2 separate regions of the Columba livia genome follow, and region 1 is linked to region 2. Evidence: chromatin contacts called from public Hi-C data. All regions are on one chromosome and are shown on one strand. Each heading gives the region's core, a stretch centred on a gene start, on an enhancer-like site or on the middle of the called end of the contact. The rest is flanking DNA. Distances are from core to core; before and after follow the strand shown.

Evidence for each region. A called contact is a pair of places that touch in the nucleus more often than the background predicts.
Region 1: a Hi-C map of liver shows a contact between it and region 2, with 6 times the contacts expected there. The contact joins two enhancer-like sites. A contact is called at or near these places in 2 of 2 Hi-C or Micro-C datasets (crop and liver).

What each region holds. Positions count from the first base shown.
Region 1 is chr4:24,325,568-24,331,725 of bColLiv1.pat.W.v2, forward strand. KLF3 (KLF transcription factor 3) reads left to right here. Exons shown (of 7, transcript XM_065062642.1): 2 at 1,981-2,020. Among named protein-coding and RNA genes, the nearest start is that of KLF3, 5.4 kb to the left of the region's middle. Within about 2 kb of position 4,789, at least 1 of the 3 cell types and tissues checked has an H3K27ac peak away from gene starts, as active enhancers do.
Region 2 is chr4:24,174,630-24,181,235 of bColLiv1.pat.W.v2, forward strand. It overlaps LOC135579345 (a long non-coding RNA gene), which reads right to left. Exons shown (of 3, transcript XR_010472192.1): 3 at 494-630. Among named protein-coding and RNA genes, the nearest start is that of TBC1D1, 120 kb to the left of the region's middle. Within about 2 kb of position 4,567, at least 1 of the 3 cell types and tissues checked has an H3K27ac peak away from gene starts, as active enhancers do.

The DNA of each region.
Region 1 (6,158 bases), core at 3,539-6,038, 150 kb after region 2:
ATAATACTAGACGTCCCACCCATGATATATAAATAACCGATGCAAAGTATGCAAGATAAGAACAACGTCTTTGAAGGAAAATGAATGTTGAAGTTATTTTACTGCATGGCATCTAGACAAAATGTGCCTCTCTTCTGCCTCACATTGTCACCTTATTTCATTTATTCAGCTGTATATTTGGGTGCTTCAAAAATAAAAGTAGTATATCTAGGGGAAATTGGGTCCTGAGATGAAGTCTGAGTGAAGTCTGAAGTGTGGAAGAGGGATGTAGAAGGTCGAGTGTGTGGTGGCTTAGAAAAACATTCTTGGGTGCACTGGGTGCTGTTGGTCCTCAGCTGTTGAGCAGTACTGAACACTGTCCAGGGGCATCCCTGGCCTCACAAGCCGTTCCTGCAGTGCCCTGACCCCGCGGCTCTGTCCATGAAGAAGAAGGTGCTCGCTGTCAGGCTGGGCGCTGCCTGTTTGATGGCACGAAGCTGTAGCTCTATTTAGCTACCGGCATTCTGTAAATACAGTAATAAACCAACTGGTCCTAGGGAAGGATTCAGCTAATCGTCGTGACCTGTGGTGTCTAAAAATCTTGTTCCCTATGTTAAGGGAGCCTGTTTGTAAATAGGGCAGGTCCCCTGCATAAGGACAGTGTTTTTATTCACACCCAATGAACAAACACCTCCACCCACTGTTGTTGTTTTAAAAGACTCCAGCTGCTCATGAATATAGGGTCAGGGAGGGCCGCCTAAATGTTTCTCTGTGCTTTCTCCCCAGCACAGCCAGCAGAGCTGTTTCCTGTTCTTTGTTTCAAGGCTGGGGTTTGCGTCACACATTCCAAGTGGCATATGTGGTGCTCTTTCCTGTTTCAGGCTGTTTTCTGGCAGATCGGTAGCCTTGTCCAGGCCCCTTGTCACTGCCCCTCAACTCCCAATCCCCACCCAATGAGTTATCATGTCTCTACACACTCACGATTGCTTAAGATGCCTGCGTTATGTCATCATGAGGTTTCCAAGTTAAGCTTTAACGCACACCCTCAACTCCAATGTAGTTATGGGGGTGAACTGGAGAGCTTCGTTCCCTTCGCTGAAAACTTGTGTTGGAGTCTGCAGAAAGTTGTGAGCCAGTTTTCTGCTCTCGCTTGCTCATCAGCCGATCTGGAATAGCTCCATTAAAGTCACAGAGTTACACTGGTGTGAAGTGTGTAAGCAAGAAGAGAATCCACATGTGTAGGCTCATACTTGTGGGAGGGTTTTGGCCTCTGCCCTTACCCAACCTGAAAGGCCCACCATAAGTGCTTTGTATATCCAGATCTCAAAAGGAATAGATCTTTACTCCTTGTACAAACCAGAAGATTCACTGTGTCCCAGATGTAATACAGAGAATGAGGCATTGCTGGCTAACCTTTCTGTGGAGTAAATAGATAGGGCTGTCCCACATTTTGTATTTTTGAAGGCATAAAAAGAACATTTTTTTACTGCTGATTGTATACTTGTCCCCCCACCCTGTTGCAGGCAGACGTAGAGAAGCATCATGAGGAAATTCAGAAAGAGAACATAAATCTTTCTGTTGCTTTGGATCTGACAGGAGAAGAGCTAAAGGACCCAAGCCAAAGCTCATTGAAATAAAGAGACTTGCATTAACTTCAATGGGCATTGAATCAGGCCCTGGATGAAAATGCAAGATGAAGTGTTTATTCTTCTCTGTCACTTATGGGCCAGAATATGCATTGTTTCTGTACACACAGAAGTACTTTCCCCCTTTCATTTTACCCCTTTTTTATTTCACTCATTTTTTAAGTAATATTTTAGTTCCTGCTCTTGCACTTCTGGATGCTCAAAGTTAGCTGTTTGTGATCATTGCAAGTGTCTTTTATGAAGTACCTGAAATACATGCTTAAACTTCCTCTTTCAAAGCTTAATGGTATGTGAAAAATATTTGTTACTCAATTATGTGCACATCCTTATGTCAACTTGTGTTTTGTCTGTTCAGAAATCCAGATAAGAAGAAGTATTTGACCACACAGTTTTTGGTAAGTTGTTTATTGATTAATTTGTTACTCTTGGTTGTTTTTACTTAGTTGTTTTTCTGTTAATTTTAGAATACCATGGATTAGTTTATCCATTAGAACCCGATTCAATATTTTAATTCTGGTGCTGTTAATTTGCACAGGATTTCAGACATATTTTTTAATCTTTTTTTTTTAATCTTTTTTTTTTTTTTTTTCCCATGGCAGGGGAAAAGTTCTGCAAATAACTGCATTTAATATTGGAAAATGGTGTGTAATAAATACAGTAAATTTTGTGGTTGACACCTTTTTGTAGCCAGAAGTTCTAAAAAATCAAGGACTGAGATTAAAATTATAATAGTTTTGTAAACCAACTTTTTAATATTAATTCACGCCGCTAACAGGAGGTCTTTTAGAGTTCTTTTATGCTGTCAGCATTGAAGCTTTGTGTTTTCATTCTAAGGCTGGTTGCTTCCAATCCAGAATATGAAGTTTGGCAGAGCTGGTTTTAGGAGAGATTTAACCCTTCCCTGTTAAGCATCCACTTGATGCTGACGCTTCCTTTGAGGGTTTTGTAACCAGAGTTGATATCTCCCATGGGAAGGAAGTGTAAATGTAGATCAGCCAAATGGAAAGATAAAGCTCTTAACAGGTTTTTAATAGTAAACTAAGTCAGGATGGAAAAAAGAAAACTACGCATGGTCTGCGTGTCATGCAGTCAGTGTGTGTTACCAACAAACTAACTTGATCCATGAAGGCACAACAGACTTTCCACTGCTAAGGAGTCTGAGCTACTGTGATCACTGTCTCATCAGTACCCACTACATTGTCCAGCTCTTCTCCCTGTTGTTTTTGGGTTTTGTGGGTTTTTGCCTTTTTTTCCCACTTCTGTAGGTACATAGAAGTTCATTGACATTTGCCCTGTATTTAAATCCTCATTCAAATGAATATTTTAGGCTATTATTCATAAATGTACAGTTCCTTCCTTTAGGATAAGATTTTTTTTCTTCTTCCCCATACTATCAAAAATGTGGAATCTCTGTTTCATATGTTACATGAAAGAGCAGAACCCTTTATGTAAGAGAACAGTATTATCTGTCATTCTTCCCTCACAATAAAAATACAGGATTTCTATTTCTCCTTTCTAATTTTCTTAAAAATTAACCTCTTAAGAAAAACACAACAAAAAACCAAAGTTCAGCTTGGAAGGGAAAGATTATCATACTATTCCATATACTTCACTTGTTTTCAAAAGTCTGATCTTTTATCCTTACTAGACTGTTTCTCCTTCTAAGAAGTAGCTTGAGACAGGAAACCAGACAGCAGCCTGCACTGATAAGGGAGAATATTGTCTAATGGAGGTGCCTCAAGAGCTTTTCTTTCTTCCTCCCTTAGGTTCAGTGAATGTAGAACGGAAGGTTGAACAGGGTTTACATGGGCTCCGTTTTTCCTTGGTAAAGGAGATGGTTTTTTAATGAGTACTGCAATAACTTTTTTGCCCAAATTTTTTTGCATACAAGAAAGCCATTTCCAGGCACGCGGCTTCAAAGAGCCTGCAACAGTATTATCATAAATTTAATGGAAATACTGATTGGTCTGCTACACAGCTGATAAATGATTTCGTCAGAGCAGTTCTAGGTCAAACAGAGTGACATTGGTAAAGTTAGGATGCACAAGTTGTGCAAAAAAACCTGCGTTTTTCAGCCTGCTTGCAGTTATGAAAGGAGGAAGGATTGCAAGTGAATGAAAGGCAAAAATAGTTTAAAATACTAAATAGCAGAATCCTATAGAAATATTCTTTTTTTCATGCCTATCAAGTAAAACTTGAAGCAGAATTTTTTTTTTGCCCAGGTACCATTTCTTTTTGCATGATATCCTAGCTTTTTCAACCATTATTACCATTTCTCAGTGCGAACCCATTGAATAAACAGACACAGAAGGCTGCCAATCAGTGGAACATCTTGCGGTAGTAGTTCTTCATGATTCCCCCCGCTCTGTTTTTCACTGGCCGGCTGCTCTGGTCCCTTCCCCCAGCACAGTGTCTGGGCTGCTGCTCCTTCCCCTGCTCCTGCTGGCTCTGACCCAGTCTCACTGCTGGGCTGGAGTTTCTTTGCCTGCTGCTATTTTGGGGCCCAGTGCAGTGAAGCGTTTGCTGACTTCCCATTAAAGTTAATAGACATTTAGAAACACTCTTCTTTTTTTGCTGACTCAGGTCTCGATGAGCAACTGGTGTAGTTAAGTGCAGATGCATCTTGTTACTAGCCCTGGAAAACAGCTTTTCGTACTTTTTTCCAGGGAATTCTGCTCTCAGAAACTGAGTTTTCTTTGTCAGACTCTTTCAAGAAGACTTCTCACCCAGGTTCAGATAACCTCCCCACCTTTTGAATTTCATCAGTAGAGAGTCTTTTGATATTATCACTTCTCCTTAGTATCAGGGGAAGCTTGACTGGAGGCTCAGAGAAGTTAGAGTTTTAGAGCAAGCGCCCAAGTCCCAAAGGGCTTGGAGTGAAGAGCTTTGGCCACATGGCTGATGTTGGCTCCTAGATGATACCAACAGTGCTGCAAGAGCTGCAGTGTCTTTGCAGAGAGTGCTCGTGCAGTGCTTATATATTATTCTGTAATTACACCAACAATAACAGTCATACGTTGAAGCTTCTAGACAAAGCCTCACTGTACCACGGGGCAGCATTTCTTGCTTCCCCCAGGCACAAAGACCGGGAAAGCAAACTCTGTGCACGCTTTCATGCAGGGTGAAGAGAGACAGAATTGATGCTCACCACCCCCGTGTCCGCACCAAGAGGCAGGTCACTGACTGCTCTTCCAGGTATTTAAAGGGAGCAAAGGCTTCATGTTAGAGGGAGGCGTTGTAGCTGTTGGATGTGCACAGTCACAACTGGCCCTGCACCCCAGCCTTTCCTACCAAGTCTGCGGAGTTGGTGGGCTCTGAAGGTGGGTGCACAGAGCTGCTGGGAGTAGCTGCAATGCAGTTGCTCTTCTCCAGCTGCTCTGCAGTGCAGATGTGTAGCCTGGGTGCATTCTTTAACCGCTTTGCCTGTTTCATCCAGGATAAATAATCTGTACAAGCCCTTATTGTCAGAATACATGTTAAGTACCTTAGGCTTTCATTTACTCTTAATTATGTCTCTGAAACAGTAAGCCATACCTGTCAGGAAGTTAATATCAAGAAGTCTTCAATCCTAACAAGGCGATGAGCGCTACTGATGATGAGCTTCCTTCTGGAAGGGATACCTCACTGCATATTGGATCATAAGGGCAGAGTTTGTGCTTTTTCTGGCTTGCTGTCTTCACTGGACTTCAGATAGGAAAACACTGAGGGACTTTGCCTGGACTTTACCTTGCACCTGTCCTTATTTGCATACAAATACCAATTGCTTCATTTGTCTTTCTGAAGTACAGGGTGTGAGCAAAATCTTATCAAAAGCCGTGTCCTGTTTGGACAAGTTGGACTGACTTGGCAGAGATCCACAGGGTGGAGTGGATGGGAGGAGGCAAGAAAGTAAAACTGGGTGGCTTGTTAGCAGAAAAAGAGAGGGAGAGAAAAAAAAAAAGAGAGAGGGTGGAATGTTTGCCTACTGGATTGTAGTTAATTATTTAGTTTCAGATTACATGCATTCTAAAGTCTTTCAACTCACATGAAAAAAAACCTTTAATGCAAAATAGTTTATCTAGTAATGTGAAAGACAAAGGCCCTTTTTTAATATGCTTGATATGAATATATTATCTCCTCACTGTTTTTTCCAGGGCACTTCAGGAATAAGACAGTATTTTGATTTTCCAGAAATTAGTTGTATTTACTAAACAATTTGTGGGCTTTCAGACGAGTACATTATGAAATCCATGTATAAAGTAGAACCCAACTGTTTTTTCATTCCTTTGTAATAGAAACAGATAAGACTGTTTACCTTCCCTATCACCCCCTTCTCAAATGTTTAGGAGAGAGAGATTGGGTTTTTTTGAGTTAGTAGGCATGATTTTACAAACAGATTAGGAAAAACTACTGACTTTTTAGTAGCAGTAGCATGCTTTATTTGTTTGACTGTACATGCATGTATTTGCTTGTGAATGTGGTGCAAGCAATCAATTTGGAGCATTGTTTTTAAATACAAAAATAGTTGTTTTGTGAGTTTATTTGCAGCCTCAG
Region 2 (6,606 bases), core at 3,317-5,816:
TAAATTTTTGTTTCCCCTTTTTAAAACTTTATGCCTCAACAAAGGATAAAAACTTCCATTGTCAGCTTTTGCTTAAAAAAGAAGTAGGAAGTTCTGTGATTAAAAGAACATGAGTGTATGTGAGCGAAGGAGGAAATGAGAGTTTCAGAAGCAAAGAGCTGACAGCGGGGATTTACCCACACCCTTTGTGTGACCTCTGGAGAGACCTCAGCAAACAACAAGGAACATCTCACTGCTGTGGCCTACAAATTTCAGGAATATTTAGTCCCTGCAATGTGATCTCAGATGAAAGGTTGTCATACACTTTCCTGTGAAAGCCCCGTCTGTATTCCCCTCCCAGCAGCTGCTCTGTCTTGCAACACAAAGCTGAGCCATGCGTGTAACACAGACAAAGGGCAGAACATCTGCGCACTGTGTTGCCTCTCACTTAACCACTCTGTCACGATGAGCCAACCAGTCAAGAGGAAAACTCACAGCGCTGGGGACTAAGGTACTTGCCTCAGCCTGTGTGGTCCATGGGGGTCACCTGCTCTGCACTGACTCCAATCCCGTGCATTTTGGTGAAGTGCATCTTCTGGAGAATCAGCAGGATGTGATCCAGCAGGTGTCAAGAGATGATGAAAATTTGATCTAGGAGAGAAGGTCAAACAAGAATGAAAGACTGACAACTCTGTGGAGCTAACAGACATGTTTTTTTTGATCCGGCAGATCAACCATTGGAAAAAAGGTTTCTTAAAATAGTTTATATTTTCTCCCTTATTGCCTTTGTTACCAAGTGTGGTTTCTGCTCAGCAGTTGTTAGCACTAAGAAAACCAAGAGCATGAGAAGTCTGAAAGCTTTTATGCTTGTCAGGATCTTGCTTTTTCAATCACCGACTGAGGGGCGTATGTTATGCCACGTCTCATTCCCCATGCATGGTTTCAAATCTAGTTCCTTCCTTCCATTCCTGATCCCTGGCTGCTTTCTTGAGGCACGTCTCCACAATTCTCTACAGGTAAATTTTTAAAACGCTGTCTGTGATCTGAGGTATACTGTGGTATACTGAACCTACCAAATGGAGCAGTTCCTATCCCTCAGACCCCACACCTTGCTGCTCTGCTTCCTAGCCAAGTTCATTAGTTTGCCATCAGAACTGCACCAAGGCCAGTTAATAACTGTGATTCCCAGTTTGGAGTTAGTCTGTGCTAACTAAGCAAGCTTGGAGTGCAGAAGTTTGCTCATGTCAGCCCACGCTGTTCCATGGAGACACACTTTGTGTGTTATCAGGTCAGCTTCGAGGCTTCCTTTTGACTAAGGTACAATGAGTACTGGAAGCACTGGGAAGCATTTTTCCAGCCCTTGACCATTTCTGTTGTGGGCTTCTGTACCACCTTCCATTTTTCGTAATTGTTGGAAGACAGGCACACGTGATGCATGTATGTGATGGTCCATCGATGGTCTTCTGCATGACCCTGGTTGGTCCTTGTGTAGGTTATGTTAGACCTTCTTGTCCCAGCACACCCTATGAATTTGTGCTAAATTTGCTGGCAATGACTGTGGCTCTTAAGGCCTTTTCAGTCATGGCCATTTTCCGTGATCCAGATGTTTGTTTCGTAGCTATGACACAGGTTATTTATTCCAAATGGTGTAACTTTTCACGGCTTTAAAACACTTGATCTCCTTAGGCTGGCACACCACTATAACAATTAAGAGTGCTCAGAAGCCTTCATATGCTTTTATCTTCTAAAGGTTCATCTGGGGGGAAAAACTTCTAAACTGCATTTCTCACCCCTCTATGGAAGCTGCAAGATTCAGTGAAGCTTCCAGTTGGGAAGTAAGTACATCATGGTCACCCAGCTTTCCCCGTTTCCAGCCCCCACTGCTACATGAGTGGGCAAGGCACTGGGCTGAGGCTGCATCGTTAATTGAACTTCTAAATATAAGAGCAACATTTAAACATAAGGAACTCAAGTGTTACCAACTGTGTTCACCTTCCAAGCTGCCCGGACATCCAGCATATACTGAGGTTCTCGCTGGCTACTAAACTGGCCTAATTTTGAATGGGAAAAAGCAAAAGCAGATACAGGTCAGGTCAGATGAAAACATGTGAAGATGTACTGAATATTCAAAAAAAAAAAAAAAAACAAACAACAAAACAAAACAAAAAAAAAACACAACAAAAAAAGACCAAGCTCATTCCTTTGCCTTAATTCATGTGGCCATTTGTCCTAACCATTTTCTGATTAATAAAAGGGAGAGCTTTTTCCTGCTCTCTCCAGCTGTCTTTTGCAAAAGGATTGTAAAGCTTCAGGCAAAGCTGTTACAGCTGTCATAACCAGAACCATCACAAAAGTCAGACTGATTATAATATGGGCTTACATGGGGCAGATGGAAACTGTCTGCTTAATTTCAAGTTTTAAGGTCTTTCTGTCTCTCAGATCTTGCACATTCTGTCTATGTAAGGCAGAGGTGTCAACTCATTTACACCGGGGGCCACATCAGCCTCTCAGTTGCCTTCAAAGGGCCAAATGTAATTTTATTTATACAGTCCTAAAATGACATTTGGCTCTTTGAAGGCAATCGTGAGGCTGATGTGTCCCCCGGTGAAAATGAGTTGGACACTCCTGAGTAAGGGAAGGAACACCAACATTGTGAAGTATTACCCTGCTGTGTCTTATCAGGAAGGGGATAAATTTGATTTCAACAAGAAAACCCACAAAACTTTTGGCAGAGATGTAAACTTTTTTGTCATTATTCTTTCATTTTACTTTTCCTTTAGTGCCTGAAATTAAAGGACCTAAATTTATCCCCAGGAGGGAATTTAATCAACTATTCCAACAGGAACAGGATGGTACCCTTATTATTCCTACCTCAGATAACAAACTGCCTCTGGAGGAGGAGTTCCTTTGTTGTTGCTGAGTTACTTTTTTAATGTGTTTATTACCCTTGAAGTTTAAGACCTAAGCCTCTAATCTCCAAAGCAAAGCAGCGATTGTGACCCTAAGCGAAGGAGGTGCTGTAATGCTGTTGTTCAGTATTGTGCAAGCTGCTGAGTGCTGTGCTGTGCAGAAAGCTTCTGTCTCCTCCGGATATCAACTTCTATGAGATGTAGTTTTCCTAAATGACACCAGGTGTTGTACAGTAAAATCAGGAGAGCAGAGGAGCTGAACCTAATTCTTGGTGTGGCCCTTCCCACGTGCGTGTTGCTCCAGGCAGACACCTTCTACAGGTGGCCCTAACCACAGGTGGGTTAAAAAGCCTTCATTGACCTTGATTCTTCTATAAACTTCCTAGTTTGGCATTTGAGTGCTGTATGAAGTTAGTGTCTCTGGAGAACGGTGTGTTTTCCCGACAGTTAACTTTTGCCTAAATCAGAGGGGTTTAGGCCACAGGGGACTGATGAGCTAGCCAAGTACAGAACTGCAAACTGGCTTCAGCTACAATGCTGAAGTAAATGTGGCAATTGAGGAAAAAAGTATGGAAAGACAGGGATGACATAGATGAGACCAGACAACTTTGAGAGGGTCCTGCACGCTCCTAGGACTGTGCTTTGCTGTGGAGACCCCGCTGGAGTGCTGCTGTCGTGCCAAAGGCAGGGCAGGGGAGGCAGCTGGTGGGACGTGTTAGAGAAACCAATTAACAGACAGAGCATCGGAGAGAAACTGTAAAAAGGGCAGGGCGGGGGCGCAGGAAGCAAAAGCCCCGTAACCACCAGCCCTGTAACCAGCAGCCCTGACCTGCCACCGCTGTCCCACTCTGTCCCGCACACGTGAAAGTGCTGCACAGCGGTTGGGGCCAGAGGCATCAAACCTCCCGCATGCAAGGGGATGAACATGTGAAAGACAGCTGGTGGGTCCTTGTGAAGTTTCCAAAAGAAATCACGTTGCTGAGTCTGCCTCCAGATTTCCATTTACACCAACCTGAAAGATGAGGATTTGGGTTTGATTTGAATTGATTAAATTCAGGCTCCAATTGTTACATCATTTGTATATGGAAAGTAATTGCAATTTTGTTATCTCTTTTCCAGATACAGATTTGGCTGCTTTGCCAGAGTGAACATCAAACAATGTTTCCTTCTGAAAATCCTAGGGAATTAAAACTCATCTAGATAATTTTGTACTCATTTCCTGCATTTAGCATAGTTTTAATATTACTGGTCTACAATATGACTCAAAGACTCTTTTACTCTTCAATTAAAGCTGTCAGTTAACTCCAGGCATTGATTTTCAAAATGAATATTTCACTTCCTAATTCTGCATTTGTGCAAGTCACAAAGTGCCTATTTCTGCATGACGGAATTCACATCAGTGGTGAATCAAATTCTCCACTAGATGGCAATGTTGTTTCAGAACATTTGTGTCGAAAGGTGTTTCTCTGCCAACAAGTTTAAAAGGACGTGGAATCCATGAGATTTGTCCAATAAGTGATTTTTGGATGATTTGGGGAAGAAAAGAGTTTCCTTTTATTACAAAATCAGTTTTGGTTAGAAAAGGTTTTGATGAAAACTTTGTATGTACTGTGATTATTATGATCACAGAAGTCTTGGTTCATGAAAACAACTTTGAAAATGTCTAAAACCAAGTATTGACAGAGAATGCAGAAAATGAGCAGAGTGATCTCTGCCTTATGCTCTTATCTAATACCCACCATTGTGGCTCAGCGGCTCAAAATCCTTCAGTTGTTTCTAGCCACAGTTTTGACGGTAAGTAGAAAAATACTCCTCTCCTCCTTTTATGGCCATGGAGACAGAGAAGCAAAAGACTATTTCTGCAGCAGTACTGGAAAGCCTCGCCAGCTCCACCAGTGCATTCCTTGGGGTAAAGGAGCAGCTGTGCTCCTCTTCTCCTGCCTCCCGGGGCTTTGTTCGGCTGGCCTGGCATGTTCAGACAATACCTGAGCCGCGGTGAAGGTGTGACAGAGGCTTTGGGCAGGCCCTGCAGCCACTCACGCCCACTGCCATGGGTCTCATGGCTCCGTGCAGAGCTGCTGTGCAGTGCTGGTGGTGCTGGGCAGTGACACCGGAGACCATTGCTGCAGTGGGGCTTCTGGCAGTATTAGTCCACTGTGATGAAAAACAGGTCAGGGAACCAGCACCTGGCTATTTACAGTGAATGTAGGCTGCAGAGATGGGACCAGAGGGTGGCCTCTATCACAGAAACATGATTTACCTTTATCTGCATTCGGCAAAACACAACCTCTGTGAAACAAAAAAAGGCCCACATGCCCCGCTAGGAGAAACACAGTTCCTTTATGTGCTGCAAGCAGGCAGCTGCAGGTCTGCTCTCAGGTAATATCTTAGGCCAGTGCAGCTCTGGAAAATGTTTTAATAAGTCTTTAAATAGCATGCAGCATTAAGGCTAAATAGGGTTTCCACCTTAGATCTTGACCTAAGGTTTCCAGCTTCTATACTAAGATACAGCATGATATTCAGTGAACTCTCTTGTATTAAATTCTGCCTTACTGTGCTGATAGTTCTAAACTGCAGTATTGTAAGCACTAACCTAAAATTAGGTCTGTTTGTTTCTTAGAAGTTATTCACCAGCATTACAAATTAAAAGTGGAATGACGCTATTTGCAGACAATACCATGCTTTCCACTAGCACTGGCTGAGAACACCATCACTTAACTTACTTCAAGAAGAGAGTCCCTGTCAACACTGGATCCTCTGATCACATGAGACTCAATTACATGTACTTCAAAGTTCACCTGGGCTAGTTTTATTTTTTGTAATAAAGCAAATTTTAGAAAAAAAAGACTTTCCACCTTTCCCTTAGATGAAAAGAATAAGAAAGATACCACCAGGAAAAAAACAATACAGGTGTGATTTAAAGTAGTGATTCCTGATTTTGGTAGTTCTGCAATGCCATTATATTAATTGCTGTTAAAGGATTATTCAGGCCTTGGCTACAGAGACGATTATGGCTATAGGTACAGTTACAGAACGGAGCAATTTGAATTGAGAGAGGCAAATGTAACGGTTCTGCTTCAAATGTACATTACTTTCCTTGTTTGGTACTCTTTGCTCACTTCATCCTGGTGGGAACATAGAAAACTGTCATTTTTGCTTTAAATCAGAGACACAAAGGTTTATAGCACTCTCAAGAGACATGAGAGAGTATCTCGCTCTCAGCGCAGACTTTGCAGACCCTCCTGAGGGCACCTGCCCATTGCCAGTTGCTGCGCCCCTGCCTTATCTAGAGAGGCCAAACTTACAATGAGAGGTAATAGTTTTAATCCCCGATAACACATGTGATGACCTTTGGGGCTCAGATTGTATTCAACTGTCCAGATAGGAAGCTGCAAAATCGGAACTGAATGAAGGTGAGACACGCGTGCTCTTATGACATCCACAACCCATTGGTTACCCTGGAGGCTTTTGCTGACCTGCTCACCAAAAACACATTCTCATGGCTGTTTCTCTTTCAGTCCTCCAACCCACTAGCAAGCGTGCTGGCCAGAAGAACCTTGGCTAAAAAACACAAAGTATTGTTAATTCTAAAGGTGCTAAATGGTGCTGTCTCACACAAAACTACCTCTGGTTTCCATCCAAGTATGGTCTCAGCAAGCGCAGGACTGAAGGTTAAGGACTAGATTTACCTGAGAAGGATGAGCTCATCCTGGTTATC